Linked DNA regions of Triticum aestivum: region 2 is linked to region 1. A link is a contact called in public Hi-C data. All regions are on one chromosome and are shown on one strand. The core of a region is the stretch at or near the end of the contact, and the rest is flanking DNA. Distances in the headings are between cores, read along the strand shown. Region 1 overlaps LOC123170385 (achilleol B synthase). Region 2 holds the start of LOC123164500 (alternative NAD(P)H-ubiquinone oxidoreductase C1, chloroplastic/mitochondrial).

Region 1 (7,936 bases), core at 1,865-4,364:
AGTTTATTTTGGTGGAGCCACACGGTGGTCGTGACCAACATGCAGGGGAACACCCATGGATCTCCCGAGACCTACACGATATGGGAAGCACATTAGTATAATTCACCGTGAAATCGGTTCAACAAAATTGCTTGAGCGAGAGGAGAGAGCCCACATAGCTCGAAAAAACAGGAGAACTTTTAATAGGGCCAATGCCTTCTCCTGTGTAATATCATTGTGGGCGTGCCAAATTCTCCAAAGGAGCATAGGAAGCTACATACTTTGCACCTCATGGAGTTGTTCTAGCAAGCAAAGGGTCTACTCCGGTCCGTTGTTGACTAACATATCCTTGTGAGGATGCTCCCAACAGGACCACATCACTTGCCAAAGCATTCACTGAAATGTGCAAATGATATTTCGACTTACCCACTTAACTTAAAAACAAAATTACACATTACACTAACAATTTTCCTATTGTTCATGATATGTCTCGTCAGACCATCTTCATGGCAGTAGTTACCGAGTTTGTGTGTTTCTATTAAAATATGTGATGCTGCTTTTTAATAAGTTGTCAACATTTTTCAGTACTTCTTTATATATAATTTCCTTGTCTTTTACACGGAACTTCTTTAAATTCACATGTGCAATTTTTGTGTATTAAAGTTGTTCTATGAAGCGACATGTGTGTGTTTTACCTAATTCTTTTGCAACAGGTATACGATGGTTGTCAAAGTTGGGAGATAGCTTTTATTGTACAAGCATATTGTTCAACAGACCTTGTTAATGAGTTTGCTCCGACACTTCGGAAAGCCCATGAGTTCATTAAAAGATCACAGGTTCAATATTATATATCTCCTTAGTCCTAACATACATATTGTAAATAAAACAATATTAGAATGCTAAATTTGACATCAGTTTTTTACTTACAGATTCTTGAGGACCATCCTGATAGTGAAGCTTATTACCGCCACAGATCAAAAGGTTCATGGACACTTTCAACAGCGGATAATGGTTGGTCTGTATCAGATTGTACTGCAGAAGCACTTAAGGTCAAGATAAGTTACTTTTGATATGATCTTAATCTAGAAGAGTGGCATATGTTCTTTCATGGTAAAAAAAACTATTACTAAGTGTAGTAGTCTTGTGGTTCATGGAAAACTTGTATGGTTTTATCGAGACCAATCTAAAAATCAATTTAATCAGCTTAACTAAGTGCATTAGTATATGTTTAGCTTGCACATTGGAATGGTGAATTATTTAAAAAATTCCCAAGAATTTATTGAATTTATGCGGAAAAGGAGAATGCAGATTCTTGCACGTAAATAATACAATCATCTTTATTTTCTTTTTTCTGTATTATATGTACACATAGAACTTCAAGTGCACTTTTTCCATTATGTCAAGAAAATTTGTGAAAAAGTCCGATTATTTTAAGTGCTCAATGTGCTAACTTTTGGGCTATGTGGAGATGTCATTACTTTCATAACAGATTTTGAAAATATTTCTAACGTCTTCAGGCCTTACTGCTTTTGTCAACGATTTCTCCTAATCTTGTGGGGGAACCCATGAAAGGAGAAAGATTGTATGACGCAGTGGATTGCGTGCTTTCTTTCATGGTACGTCTCTAACATGAATCATGTTTACATGCTCTTATATTTGCTTTTGTTATTTTTGGGACGTACCATGTCTAAATGGTACATAACCCAATCCACTTATATTAGCTCTTTTTTGCGGGACCTATTAGCCCTTCTATAGCCATACTTACAAATGCAGACGGTGTGGTCATGCCTAGAGGTCAAGGCAAGGAAAACAAGTTGCCGTTGGATTAACCATAACATGAAAAAAATGGTTAAAACACATAGCTTGAGAAAAACGTATCAAAGATATTTGTAAGTGTCTTGTGCAGTTCAAATTTATGCCAATATTGCATATAAATAAATAAAATATTTATCTTTACTTAAGGACGGATCGGTGAATTGGGCTTCAGGCCTTACTGCTTTTGTCAACGATTTCTCCTAATCTTGTGGGGGAACCCATGAAAGGAGAAAGATTGTATGACGCAGTGGATTGCGTGCTTTCTTTCATGGTACGTCTCTAACATGAATCATGTTTACATGCTCTTATATTTGCTTTTGTTATTTTTGGGACGTACCATGTCTAAATGGTACATAACCCAATCCACTTATATTAGCTCTTTTTTGCGGGACCTATTAGCCCTTCTATAGCCATACTTACAAATGCAGACGGTGTGGTCATGCCTAGAGGTCAAGGCAAGGAAAACAAGTTGCCGTTGGATTAACCATAACATGAAAAAAATGGTTAAAACACATAGCTTGAGAAAAACGTATCAAAGATATTTGTAAGTGTCTTGTGCAGTTCAAATTTATGCCAATATTGCATATAAATAAATAAAATATTTATCTTTACTTAAGGACGGATCGGTGAATTGGGCTTCAGGCCTTACTGCTTTTGTCAACGATTTCTCCTAATCTTGTGGGGGAACCCATGAAAGGAGAAAGATTGTATGACGCAGTGGATTGCGTGCTTTCTTTCATGGTACGTCTCTAACATGAATCATGTTTACATGCTCTTATATTTGCTTTTGTTATTTTTGGGACGTACCATGTCTAAATGGTACATAACCCAATCCACTTATATTAGCTCTTTTTTGCGGGACCTATTAGCCCTTCTATAGCCATACTTACAAATGCAGACGGTGTGGTCATGCCTAGAGGTCAAGGCAAGGAAAACAAGTTGCCGTTGGATTAACCATAACATGAAAAAAATGGTTAAAACACATAGCTTGAGAAAAACGTATCAAAGATATTTGTAAGTGTCTTGTGCAGTTCAAATTTATGCCAATATTGCATATAAATAAATAAAATATTTATCTTTACTTAAGGACGGATCGTTTCTCCACTTTTTTTCATCCTTTAGGTGTGTTTTCGAACGTGCTCTTTTTTCGTCCGTACGTTCTCTTTTTTCCGCCCGTTGTTTTTGTGTTGAAAAAAAATTTGTGTGCCGTAAATTAAAATGCATTACGAGGACTCGAACCCTGCCCGCGTACTTCAAGAGCGCTCGCGCAAACCACCCGACCTAGCAAGCTACCTTTGTAGCAAAACAAAGAAAAACGCCTTTTATTCTATAGGGCCTCGCGGAAAATCTTTTTTTTTCAACGTCCACCCTTCTCCAGATCCCAGCGCGGTAACCTCAACGGTCACCCTCTTGGGCCTCAGCCCGTGTACTCAGCCCGCTGCTCTATAGCCCAAGTAATTTCATGTAAATTAAGGGAGAAAAAAAGGCAAACAGTGGCATATTCCATGCAGCGTAGCAACGCGGAGAAAAAAAAGCACTGCAGTGGGGGATCGAACCCAGCACCTGCAGGTTTTCTCAAAGACTACAATCCACCAGGCTACAACATGATTTTATGTAAAATTGAAAATTCATTCTTCTATTAAATAGTCCCACCTCGCCTCCTTGCATCTCATCCCACCAATTTATACATGTTTTGTGATCTAAAATTAGCAAGCCGCCTCAACAATAGTAACATAAGGCCCTAGGAGGAAAGAACAAAAAGAAGGAAATCGGGCCTTCCCTCGGGAAGGAAAGGAAATAAAAGAATGAATCAATTCAGCCATGCCTCAATAAGGAAAATAATTAAAAGAAGAAATAGAGTTCGCCTTGCCTTCGGAAGGAAATAAATTAAGAAAAGGAAAGAAAATAAAAGAAGGAATAAATTCAGCCTTGCATAAGGAATAAGAAAAAGAATTAAAAAAGGAATAAAAGAATTGTAAAATAAGGAATAAAATTCGACTTGCCTTCGGAAGGAAAGAAATTAAGGGAAGGAATAAATTTGGCCCTTCCTCAGGAAGGAAAGGAATTAAAAGAGTAACTAAGAGAACTGAATTAAAAGAAGAATCGAGTATACAACGAGTTGTTAAAATATATGTTGGCGAGTCCCCTAAAAATATATATATGTATATTGGGCGTGCATACCGATCACTTGCAATACTAATTCAATTAGTATTCGCAAAAAGATTGGCATCCTCACAAAAAGTTTAATTTTTTTGTGTCATTTAAAATGTCTTCTACCTTTTGAAAAATGTTATGTATTTTTTTGGAATCATTCATGCATCTTAAAATATTTGTGTAGTATATTAAGAAAAGTGTTCATGTATTAAAATAATGTTTATATCATTTAAAATATATTCAACCTTTTCTAAAAATCATGTAATTATAAAAGTGTTCACGTGCTTAAAAATATATTCGTAATTTTAAAATATGCATGCTCTTTAAAAAGGTGTTCGTGTTTTAAAAAGAATGCTGATGAATTTTGAAAAACAAATATACGATTTTAAAGTGAGTTGGCATAAGAGGGGTGGTGTATGGACTAGGAGTACACAATAGCTCGGGAAGGACAGTTGTCACACCCAGTTTGACGAGATTAGTTTTATAACTATTAGACATTAACCAGGGTCAAAAAAACTATTAGACATTAACTTGCGATGGCGTAGTTCAGGTACTGGTGTGTGGTGGCCTAGATCATCACCTTGAAATTGACCACATTCAGACGCATTGTGATCAGGTGGATACCGTGACCATGGTCAATGAAGACGGGAAGGAGGATAAACCACAACACAGATGTGACGCTATGTTCAAATAGATAATTTGGACCTGCGAAGGGGTTCAAATAGATAACTTGGACTTGCAAAGGAGTCTTGAGTCGTGCTTATTGTGCTAGGAGTATGCGATTTTCTCTCCCGTTGCAATGCACGGGCATATGTGCTAGTAATACAGACATATGAATTACATTGAAATTTATGTCGCCAAGGGGTAAAACTGCGTGCAAGCAGTGAAGGTAATAACTTATCAGTGGACGAGTAAAATACACATTGGTTCATAAAAAATGTGCGAGAGGTTTTAAATAGATGATTGTGCTTTGAAATGGTTGATTTTGGTCCTTGAAGTACGTCAGTCAGTCAGTCACCTGATGTCCTGACCAATCCAACGTTTATAGACATGCTTAACGTGGTAAGATCACATGGCGGTCCTTGAACTTATTATTACTCCCTCCGTTCCAAAATAGATGACCCAACTTTGTACTAACTTACTGAAATTACTATTGTTTTTTGCCTATTTATTTGGTTACAAGATTATATGTTGTCTTACAACAAATCCTCTTATTTTCAGTAAAATTGATGTACTTTTTTTTTGAAATAATGGCTACCTATGATTTATATCTTCTCTTGATGTCATTTAACCTTTAACTTCACATCAATGATTATTGATAATACTTTATTCTTATTTGAAGAATAAAGATGGTACCTTTTCTACGTACGAGTGCAAGAGAACTACATCTATGCTAGAGGTGAGTATTTTACTGTTATACTTATGTTTTATGGAAAAGTAAGTGTACAATGTTGTGGGGACTCTATATTTCAGTTGCATGTGACCAGGTTAGAAAACTGCCCCCTGTGTACATAAAATTATCATACAGTCAAGGTAAGCAATTCAAATTTACAAATTCAGAGTAGAGACACAAATTTATCCACTTCTTGACCCGAATTACTATTTATCAACTACATATAAATAACTTGCCATATGGACATCACACTCCAATACCATAGAGACTAGAACCTTAGCTTCTCAATAAAAAATTTATCACCCCAAATGACAACTTGTAGTGCAATGACAAACAATGCAGTATCTATAGATGACAAACAGTAATTAGGTCTAGTTTATGAAGCAGGTACCCTCTATACTAATGGTGGAACCCATAGGCATATGATATCATTACAAAAAAGAATACTATTTTTGCAGAACATAATGTATTTTTTTCGCGAATACGCAAAGCTTGCATATCTTTCCATTGATAGAAGGAATAGAATGAGTACAGCGAGGGATACAACACATGACACGAACGGAGGCAGGCATGAACATGGTGCCCGGAGCAGAGAGACAAGGGATGCTCGGCCCGAATAGATGATACAATACAACTAAACCTACCAAACCCAAACCAAGAGCGGGCATGCCGAACCAGCAAGAACTCCAACATCACCCGAGCTAATACAACGAACACCGCGGGAAGCAAGATAGCGCCTTCAAGAAGGAAAACGACGTCGAGACGCCGTCGCCATCCGGTCCGGAGAAACCGGACCTAGGGTTTCCCGAGTTCGAAGAGGGGCGCAGCTTAAGGCCTTGGCAACGCCTCCAAGGAGGAAACGACACCCGCGGGCACTGTCGTTGCCAGCACTGGCAAGCCGAGCAGAGATCTCTCCTTGGCCTGAAGCTGAGCAATCCCATAGCCGATGAATCTGTAATCGAAGATGAGGGAGCCGACAATGGTCGGCAGCACCATGGCGGAAGGGGCTTGGCAGGGCTGCACCTACCGACGGAGGGTGGCACCGCCTCCGGACCCACGAGCAACAGATCTGGCAAAAGGAGAAAGTTTTGAGGCGTACTGGGTAGGGCAGGCGACGAGGTGCACCAAGCGGCGGGGTTGGGGCGACGGCGTCCAGCAACGTCGGCAAGCTAGGACTGGAGGGACGCAGATCCGAGCTGCCGTGGCCTTAGCCATCGGGACTTCGGTGAGCCAAGTGAGCTGGAAGGGACGCAGCCACTCGGTCACCGAGGCCGGAGCTGCCCAATAGAGGACTCCGACGGCAGGGAAACCGGAGAGACGCGGGCCCGAGACCGCCGGGCCGGGACAGCGCCAGCAAGGACCCACCACAAGATGTCCCGTGCCGACCATAACCACATACACATCGTCGCCTTCGTCCGAGAGCCGTCACCGTGACTCGGGGAGAGGGAGTGCCGCCGGAGACGAGGGGGGCGCCTGCACAGAGAAGGTCGCAGGCCGCGAACACCCTCGCAACCAGCCGCAGGACCCACACCCCACCCATGGCCGACAGCAGCAACAACAGAGGCTGCCCCGTGCCGCCGCGAGTGGTGGGGAAGGTTGCAGGGGATGGCATCCATGGCCATGGCCAGGAACGCTGGATCACCTCCGGACAGGCAGGCTCAGGCAGCAGCTGGAGGGGACGCCCAAAAAGCGCCGGGGAGGGATCCCGGGGTCGAGGGTGGGGGGGAGGGGGCGGTGGCACCCGCAAAACATAATGTAGGAGTAATACTGTAGTTCAAACTGGTGAATACGTGTTTATTTCCAGCATTCATTTTATCCACTTCTACTTTCTATGCTCATAGGTTATTGCTTTCGTCTTCTGCATTGTATCTATTCAGTATGCCCAAATGATTTTCTTTTACATGTTTTAACTGGTCGTACACTAACATGGATTTTTTGTAATAGGTTCTTAACCCTTCTGAGTCTTTTCTGAACATTATTGTTGATTATGCGTAAGGAGGGCAACATTTTATTTCTTGTAGAAAATATCTGATTCATTTTACTTTATATGCTTGGAGAGCTAATTCACATACTTAAAATGATTGATAGATCTGTTGAATGCACATCATCAGTGCTTCAAGCCTTGATTATGTTTAGAGAGGTTTACCCGGGGTACCGTGAAGAAGAGATAAGAAAGTGCATAAAAAATGCGTCCAAGTTTATTGAAAATAGCCAGCGAAAGGATGGCTCATGGTATCTACATTAATTTTTATGTTGGTATTTGAACTTTTAATATTTACAGTTAATTAGATTATATCCTATCTAACAGGTTTGGCACTTGGGGCATATGTTTCACTTATGGAACATTCTTTGCTGTAAAAGGATTAGTTGCTTCTGGAAGAACTTACGAGAATAGTTTCTCCATAAGCAAAGCATGTGAATTTCTATTGTCAAAGCAGCTAAGTACAGGTGGATGGGGAGAGACTTATCTTTCTAGCGAAACTGAGGTAATTCTTATGCATTTCTATATCAAACCGCACACTCAGGTTAGGAGTTTGGTAAGTCCATGTCAGATTTTTATATTTTTATAGCATGATATTCTAGACCCAAGTTGAT
Region 2 (7,936 bases), core at 2,649-5,148, 450 kb before region 1:
AACTAATAATTTAGCCAAGAACAATCTGAATTTGGATAGGATATTTGAGCAGATCAGATAGTGCTAGGGGCTTTTGTGTTTGCTTTAGACTCCAAACTAAGTATGCCAGTCATAAGAATTATGGACTCCCATTGATATTTGAAAAATCTCAAACAAGATTTATATCCGCTTCAATATGCTTAATGTAGTTTGATCAATCTCAATTGTTATTTTTTATTTTATTTTTGCGATTGTCAATCGTTATAATCGTGACCTACCTGTAGATCTTTTCCATCAATGTAGGAGTTTTCAGCCTTTTATATCAAACAATGTAGCTATGTCTAGGTTATTCTAGCTGTAATTTTACCATCTCACGCTGATTGCATATTCTACGATCAGGATGGTTAAAGTTGCCAATCACTTGAGGCTAGTAGACACTTGTTCTCTTCCTGCTTTGGTTATATTGCTTCTCCTTTTCAGCATGCATGTTTTTTTTTCCTTTCATTTCTACATGCATCCTCTAGATGTGGGTTTCATCCACCAATTCCCTGCCAAGAAATCCTTGGAATTAGGTATCTACCAAACTACAGGAGGAGCTTTAATACAATATGCCAGCTATATAAAGACTTGTGTCTGCTTTGCATGGACCATTTTCCCTTCATCTTTTCGTCTCTGTGTGTCGTCCGTTTTATAGGACAACTACAATGCTCTTTTTATTTCCCGTGGTCAGGTTTGCTCAACACTAACTCATGTTGGTTCATACGAGGTGTCTGATTCCATTGTTATAGAGCATATTCTCAGCTGCTCTTTTCTATTGCTGGTGCCAAATTGATCTGAAACAAAAAATTCCATTGTGTTAATAATATAATAGATAGATTTAATGGTCAAGTAATTGAATTCTTTAACACTGTACTAATCTTATTACGATGCCATATGTTTGCAGATGCTTGGAACTTGGCGTCCCACAAAGAACAAGAGTGAACATATGGTAAATGAGGCTCTCTCACTAATGAGGAAATTCAATCATTGTGAATTCTCACTTATTCCATGCGGCCAAGTTGGTTATGCAACAAAACTAGCAACAGATTTGGTAGGCACCAACAAGAAAGAGGCCTGCAAGAGAGAGACCTGCACCATCTGCTTGGAAGACACTGATGTTTCTAAGATTCACGCAGTTGAAGGCTGTGCGCATCGGTTTTGCTTGTCCTGCATGAAAGAGCATGTGAGAGTTAAGCTGCGCGATGGAACGCTCCCAGCTTGTCCACAAGATGGCTGCACTACCAAGCTAACCGTGGAGGGTTCAAAGATATTCCTGTCACCACAACTGTTAGAGACCATGGCGCAACGTATCAGGGAAGCACAAATCCCTCCTACTCAGAAGGTTTACTGCCCGAATGCCAGGTGCTCAGCCTTAATGTCCTCGAGTGAAGCGATACACCCACTGCAAGAACCTGATGCTGGAGCCGAGACGTTGGGGAAGTGCGTGAAATGCGGGCGCTTGTTCTGCGTCAAATGTAAGGTCCCATGGCATTACGGGATAAGTTGCGTTGACTACAAGAGAAGGTACCCTCATGCTCTACAGAACCTTGCGCAGCGGCGGTCGTGGCGCCAGTGCGTCAAATGCAAGCACCTGATCGAGCTCGCTGAGGGTTGCTACCATATCACCTGCGTGTAAGTATTTGCCTCTGGTTGTTCAGTGTTTTTTTCATGTCAGGCTGTTCCTTAGTCTCTGGGATGTCCTTTGCGCGCTAATGCTCATCCTGTTTTTTGCTTCTGGCAGGTGCGGCTATGAGTTCTGCTACACCTGTGGGAAAGAATGGAAGGACAAGAAGGCAACCTGCTCCTGCCTTCTGTGGGATGAACGCAATATAATCCGTGACCGAGGAGGACGACGATGATCACACTGCTGAAGTGCTGCTGATGACTACGAGGACGATGATCTTTACTCTGTCAGTGAAGGCCTTGTGAGTTGTGATTATATAACCTGAACTACGGTCGGTGTGATGAGAGGTTCATTGCCATGGCCGTTTCTGTCATTAGAATCACTTGTCTTTCATCCAGCGTTTCAGAACCAACTTGTTTTGCCGCTATATGTGGGTAGTCAGCTACACGAGATAAACAGGATGTCCTACCGTACCGTTTTCGCATCTGACTGGCCGATAGTCTGTGGCTAGTAGCTTACCTCGCTGTCTTTATGTTTTTTTTCCCTGCGGGATCTGTTTTAGTTTCTTGACGTTTGATGTATGGACTTTTGGTAAAATGCTTTGATGGTTTCTTTAATGGCAAATCGACGTGGTAGCCCGTTGTTCCAATTTTCAAAAAACTGACTGGCCAATGTTTTTAGTGGCAGTCATGCATGTACATTGTTTCGTGGCATGCGCGTATGGATTTCCGGCAATATATATTTTCATTCTAGGTGTACATAAATAGACAACGAGGATTTAGTAGCAGGCTTTACAACACTTGATTTTCATTAAACTTTTATCTAGCTTCTTTTTTCATATTTTCATTCCCAAATTTAAAATCTCATAATAAAATATTAGGGGTGTGCACCATGTGATGCAGATGTCGCAGAAGTTTCTTTTCTATATTGAAAAAGATTTAATACTTCCCCTCAAAAAAAAAAACCAGATTCAATACATTGTCATTTTCTGTATGCTCAATACTACTCCCTTTGTCCCAAAATAAGTGTCTAAACTTTGTACTAACTTTAGTACAAAGTTGTATTAAACTTGAGGCACTTATTTTGGGACAGAGGGAGTACATTAGTAGCACCGAGCCAATTGAGTTCTTGGATGACTATGCAAAGGATTTAAATCATTAATTAGCTTAGTGCTGGAAGTTCCATATATTTCTTTCACAAACATGATGAAAAACAACAAATTACTCAGGGTTTGGGTTGAGAGTTGTGATTGGCCAAAACAACGAATTGTTGAGACCAGATGATGTCTCGAATATATATTTTGTGTCAACAGAAAGACCTACCTATAAGTGAATTTTACGCATCCACAAACATATTTTGTATTGAATAAATAAATAAAGTGCTGCCGATTTTTTTGAACAAACTTATTTTTTAGAATTGATTTTTTGAACAAACTAAAACAAACACATCATAAAAAAAAATACTACTCCCTCCGATCCATATTAGAGCAGCAGAGCCTTTTTTCAAGATTAAGCAGAAGAAAGAGGGGAGCTCCTAATCGGCGCTTTCAGCGCCGGTCAGGTGAACGGGCGCCTGCACCGCTCGTAGTTGGGCTGTTTGTGCAGTCGGCCCATAATCCTTCGTTCGACACCGAAAAAAAAGACGCTTTCGTTAAGTGAGAGAACCGTGAGTCGAACTCATCTCACTAGGATCCGCAGCTAGATGAAATAACCACTAGACTGAGTTACCTTTGACGACCAACAAAAGAAAAGAACACTAGTTAACCCTCTGCTAGTACAGTATTATATACCTTATATAAATTATATGAAAAGAAATTCAAGAAACTTTTTAAAACCACGAATAAAAAAATAAAAGATTCGTACAAATTGAAAAAAGTTCATAAATTTGAGAAAACCTCACAAATTTTAAAAAAATTCATGAAATTCGAAATAAGTTCATCAACTATGAAAAGAGTTTGTCGAATTTGAAAAAAGTTCATCCAATTTGAAAACAGTTCATCGTAATTGAATAAAGTTCACCGAATTTGAGAAAAAGTTCGTGCAATTTTAGAAAAATTCATTGGATTTGAAAACAAAAACCATAGGATTTGAAAAATAGGTTTGCAGAAAACAGCTATAACCGGCGCCTGCAGCGCCAAAGAAAGAGACGTTTAGTAGACCCATTTGTATTGAAATCTCGCGACCTACAAATAAGGCCCATCTTGCGCAATATGGGCCAACTCCGTTTCGTATTCAAGCCTGATCTCATCGTCAGTGAGTGAGTGGCTGGGTGTGCGTGCACGGAGCCAGCGGGCTCGGGGGCTCCGCGACGACGCGGCCGGCGGAGGAGCCGCAGCGTTGCGTTGCGTGGCTATTGCCGGCTCCGTGTCTCTCCGGAGACAACTCCTTTTCTGCCTCTTCTGTGCTTCTCCCTCACCCCTCTCTATCGCTGGGAGCTGGGGCTACAGCACGCGGGACCCGTCTCCCCCCTCGCCGCCGATGAGCTGCCGCGCGGCTCCATGGGGCCGCCCGTCGGCCCCCCGGAGCCGGCCCTTTCCCGCCTCGGCGCGCCTCCGCGGCCCGTTCGGTGAGGCCACAAGCTCCCCCAGCTCTCTTCTAGCGGTAGCGGCCACGGTTCTCTAATTTAAGCTCGTGTGGAGTAGTATGTCATGCTCGAGCAGGGTTTGCGCCGAGTTCGTGTGCTCGTGTGCGCGTTCCGGTTTTTGAGGAATGGGGTGATTTGATTTGAAAAGCGGTGGGTGGATTCGTTAGGTGACATTTTTGTCTCAGGTTAACTGACTGCTCACCTGGATTCTGACAGGGGGTTTGAATGCGTGGAAGAATCCAATCCTCAAAAACTCGTTTGGGCTGCCGGCGATGTTTGGGCTGCCGTCTGGACTGTTCAGATGCATGGCTTCAAGTGGCTCTGGGGATGGCGGCTTTTCTCGTCCTCAATCAATTGATGAAGCGCCGATGCCGCTGTACTCTTGGCCAGACAAGAAGGTAGACTGGATTTTGATTACCCACATCCTTACATCCATTGTTATATGATTTCCCCCCCTGTTTTATTAGCACACTGGTAATACTATCAATGTGTATCTTACGGATCAAGTCCTCTACAGCTCTACTCCCTCTCTCTCTCCCTTTCCCCCTTTTCGAAAAAAAAACAGCTCTACTCCCTGACAGGGCATTGTTTAGCTGTTTTAGCATTGATGACTTGTTTATGTAGAGTTTGCAGTTTTGTGCTAACTTAGTCCCAGTGAACACACTTTGGTTTCGTACACTTCATTCAGATATACCCAAATAGATCTTATTTTAATACAACACTTGAGTAACTTAGTATTGTTTTGATATATGACAACTCTAGAGTTTAACTGCTTGCTAGGGAGAATATTCATTTGCAGGGATTTTTGTTTTTTGAGGAATTGTGTGTCCTTATGTTTTTTTTAGATCAGGGTGTTCTTACATTTTGCTTCGGAGTTCATGTCCTTCCATGCATTTTGTCTGTATGTAGGGCAACTTGTGAGTATTATTGTTCAGCAGAAAGTTTGGTATGCTTCTGCTATATGCCTTATGTTCCATTTACTGAATATGTTCTCTTGTTTTCAGCGGCCACGGGTATGCATTTTGGGTGGTGGATTTGGTGGGCTGTATACTGCTCTGAGACTAGAATCTCTTGTATGGCCTGGTAATAACAAGCCTCAGGTAAAATGATGATGCTCTTGTGCTAGAAATTTATTGATTTGCCGGGTGCTGTCCCTTTTTACATCGAAGTAGCAGGGGTTGGTGGTATTTGTAGTTTGGCACCTTTTCTCGATCTGCATGTCCTGCAATGCACTCATGTGTGTTTGCTAAAGAAATGATGTAACATTTGACTAATTAAGAAGGGGGAAGCAAATGTTTCAGGTGATGCTAGTTGATCAATCTGACAGATTTGTATTCAAGCCCATGCTGTACGAGCTCTTATCAGGAGGTACTGCAATTTCAAGTGTAAAAATACTTTTGCTGGTAATATTATATATGGGGTCTTTTCACATTATTTCATGTTTTGACTGTTGGACTTTAATTTGGATGCCAGAGGTGGATGTCTGGGAAATAGCTCCGTATTTTACAGAGCTACTGAAGAACACTAGTGTTCAATTTGTGAAGGATAGTGTAAAGCTTCTTCGCCCTTCTGATCACTTAAGAAGAGAGCCTGGAGTATCATGCACTGGCGGAGTTGTTCATCTTGAAAGTGGCACCGTTGTTGAATATGATTGGTACGATGATATTAAATGCCATGGAATTGCAATAGCTGTCATGTTTAGGCTTTTTGAAAAAAAAACAAATTTAAGAATTATATTTATCTTCACAGTGTTTCTTCTTTATGAATTATTTTAAACATGGGGCTGATTGTTCTATGCTGCTAAAAGGTTTTGAAACTTCGAACACATTGTGTGTCTTACTGACATGTACATCTGGTCCCACCTTTTCAACCTCACAAGTGACAATGCAACTGCGCATACAAATTTCTTGGAATTGCCTCTTCGTACATAATACCTGATTGTCATTTGTCGCCCTTTCCTTACATCAGCCTGTTCCTGAATCCAATATGAATCAAAATTTCTCATGTAGCTCTACAGCCCACGATTCATCTTCTGTCAATACTCTGTATCAGGGAACTTTAGCAATAATGCAATATTAATCTGTATAATACAAGTACTTTCTTTAGATGTTATTGAAATATGTAACAAAAATAGTGATGTATTTTACTTCATATTTTATGCCGAGCTTTTTGTTGTTGTTGGGATGTTCTATGCTAGGTTTAGAATAAGCTAACTGGTGATATATCTTTTGGAATGGGCAGCCAGGCTCGTTCTAGCTCTAGGGGCTGAAGCTAAGATTGACGTCGTTCCAGGATCTGCGGAATATGCACTTCCTTTCACAACTTTGGAACATGCTTTGGTAAGAATCAAGCGTTTGTTGAAATAACAGCTCTAGGGGCTGAAGCTAAGTTCAACTGTTTATCATCTACTGTTTGGGATTGCTAAGTTGATAGTGATACTAATCTAAAATACATCAGTGATGTCTGTAACTCTTGATGCATCCACGTTAATTATATGATTTTATTGGTTTTTAATGATATATCTCTTGTTGACATGTTCTGGCAATTGTTTATGTATAACAAGTTCATATTGTATGACTTATGGTGATCATCAAGAATCATAATGTCGCCTTATTTTATCTGCAGAAAGTTGAAAGTGAATTGAAAATGTTAGAAAGGAGAAGGTTTGGTAAGAAGTCCCCACCTATTCAGGTGGCCATTGTGGGACTGGGTTACTCTGGTGTTGAGCTAGCTGCCACTATCTCTGAGAGATTAAAGAACACAGGGACTGTCAAAGCAATCAATTTTCAAACAACCATCTGTCCTAACGCACCACCAGGAAATCGTGAAGCTGCTCTGAAGGTGATTACCTAAGGATCTACACATTACAGACTGTTTTGATTAACTTCATCTGATCATCTCAGGAAATTATTACAGAAGATTAAAAAGCTTCTGTTCCCTACTTCGGTTTTTGGTGCCACTAGTAGTCCTAAGACTATAATCTGAAGTTAATAATAACATAAGATGCTGCATGTGCAATGTAAGACTTTGCGTCAGCCAAACTATGTTGTGGCTTCTTTCTTTCTTCTCCTCTCTGTTCCTTTTGAAAGACTGTTGCAGCTTTAATGCAACAGTGCTAACTTGATAAATATCAACCAGGCAACCACTTACTAATCTGTCATCAAACTGTTCATTTATGGACTATATAGAATTATTTAGGCAACAGTGCTAACTTGATAAATCCCAACCAGGCAACCACTTACTAATCTGTCACCAAACTGTTCATCTATGGACCATGTAGAATACAGCATAGAGAAGTGCAGGCTGTTTATTTATATCATTGTGCTGGTCCTTGATGCCTATTGTTTTCATGATTTCTTTGCTGAACTCCAAAATGAAAGTGAATCCTATCTTCCGTGGTAGTAGCTAATTTTGGTTTGGTTGCATTTCCTACCAGGTTCTTGAGTCCCAAAATATCCAACTTTTCTTGGGATATTCGGTGAACTGCATCAGAGAGGTTTATGCATCTGAGGATTCAGGTAGCATGGTTGCAGATGCAAAAGTTGGGGGTGACGATAAGAAACTAGTTTTGGAACTTCAAGCTGCTCAAAGAGGCCTCCAGAGCCAGGTTCTGGAGGCCGATCTGGTACTATGGACAGTGGGTTCACAATCCCAGATTCTTCGGTTACAACCTCCTGATGCCCCATACGTGATTCCTTTGAATGGCCGGGG

The links. Hi-C and Micro-C count contacts between places; a contact is called where the count stands out from the background.
Region 2: a Hi-C map of an unstated tissue shows a contact between it and region 1, with 6 times the contacts expected there. The contact joins the promoter of LOC123164500 here to the enhancer-like site in region 1. A contact is called at or near these places in 3 of 5 Hi-C or Micro-C datasets (leaf and an unstated tissue).

What each region holds. Positions count from the first base shown.
Region 1 is chr7D:128,034,714-128,042,649 of IWGSC CS RefSeq v2.1, reverse strand. LOC123170385 (achilleol B synthase) reads left to right here. Exons shown (of 18, transcript XM_044588247.1): 9 at 693-815; 10 at 909-1,028; 11 at 2,437-2,535; 12 at 5,291-5,347; 13 at 7,286-7,332; 14 at 7,430-7,573; 15 at 7,650-7,827. Among protein-coding and RNA genes, the nearest start is that of LOC123170385, 30 kb to the left of the region's middle. Within about 2 kb of position 3,114, at least 2 of the 8 cell types and tissues checked have an H3K27ac peak or open chromatin away from gene starts, as enhancers often do.
Region 2 is chr7D:128,481,933-128,489,868 of IWGSC CS RefSeq v2.1, reverse strand. LOC123164500 (alternative NAD(P)H-ubiquinone oxidoreductase C1, chloroplastic/mitochondrial) reads left to right here and starts at 3,898. Exons shown (of 12, transcript XM_044582010.1): 1 at 3,898-4,207; 2 at 4,442-4,623; 3 at 5,230-5,325; 4 at 5,527-5,593; 5 at 5,699-5,879; 6 at 6,471-6,564; 7 at 6,851-7,066; 8 at 7,662-7,936. The coding sequence starts at 4,120. It overlaps LOC123165988, which reads left to right. Exons shown (of 3, transcript XM_044583751.1): 2 at 923-1,650; 3 at 1,760-2,116. The coding sequence ends at 1,877.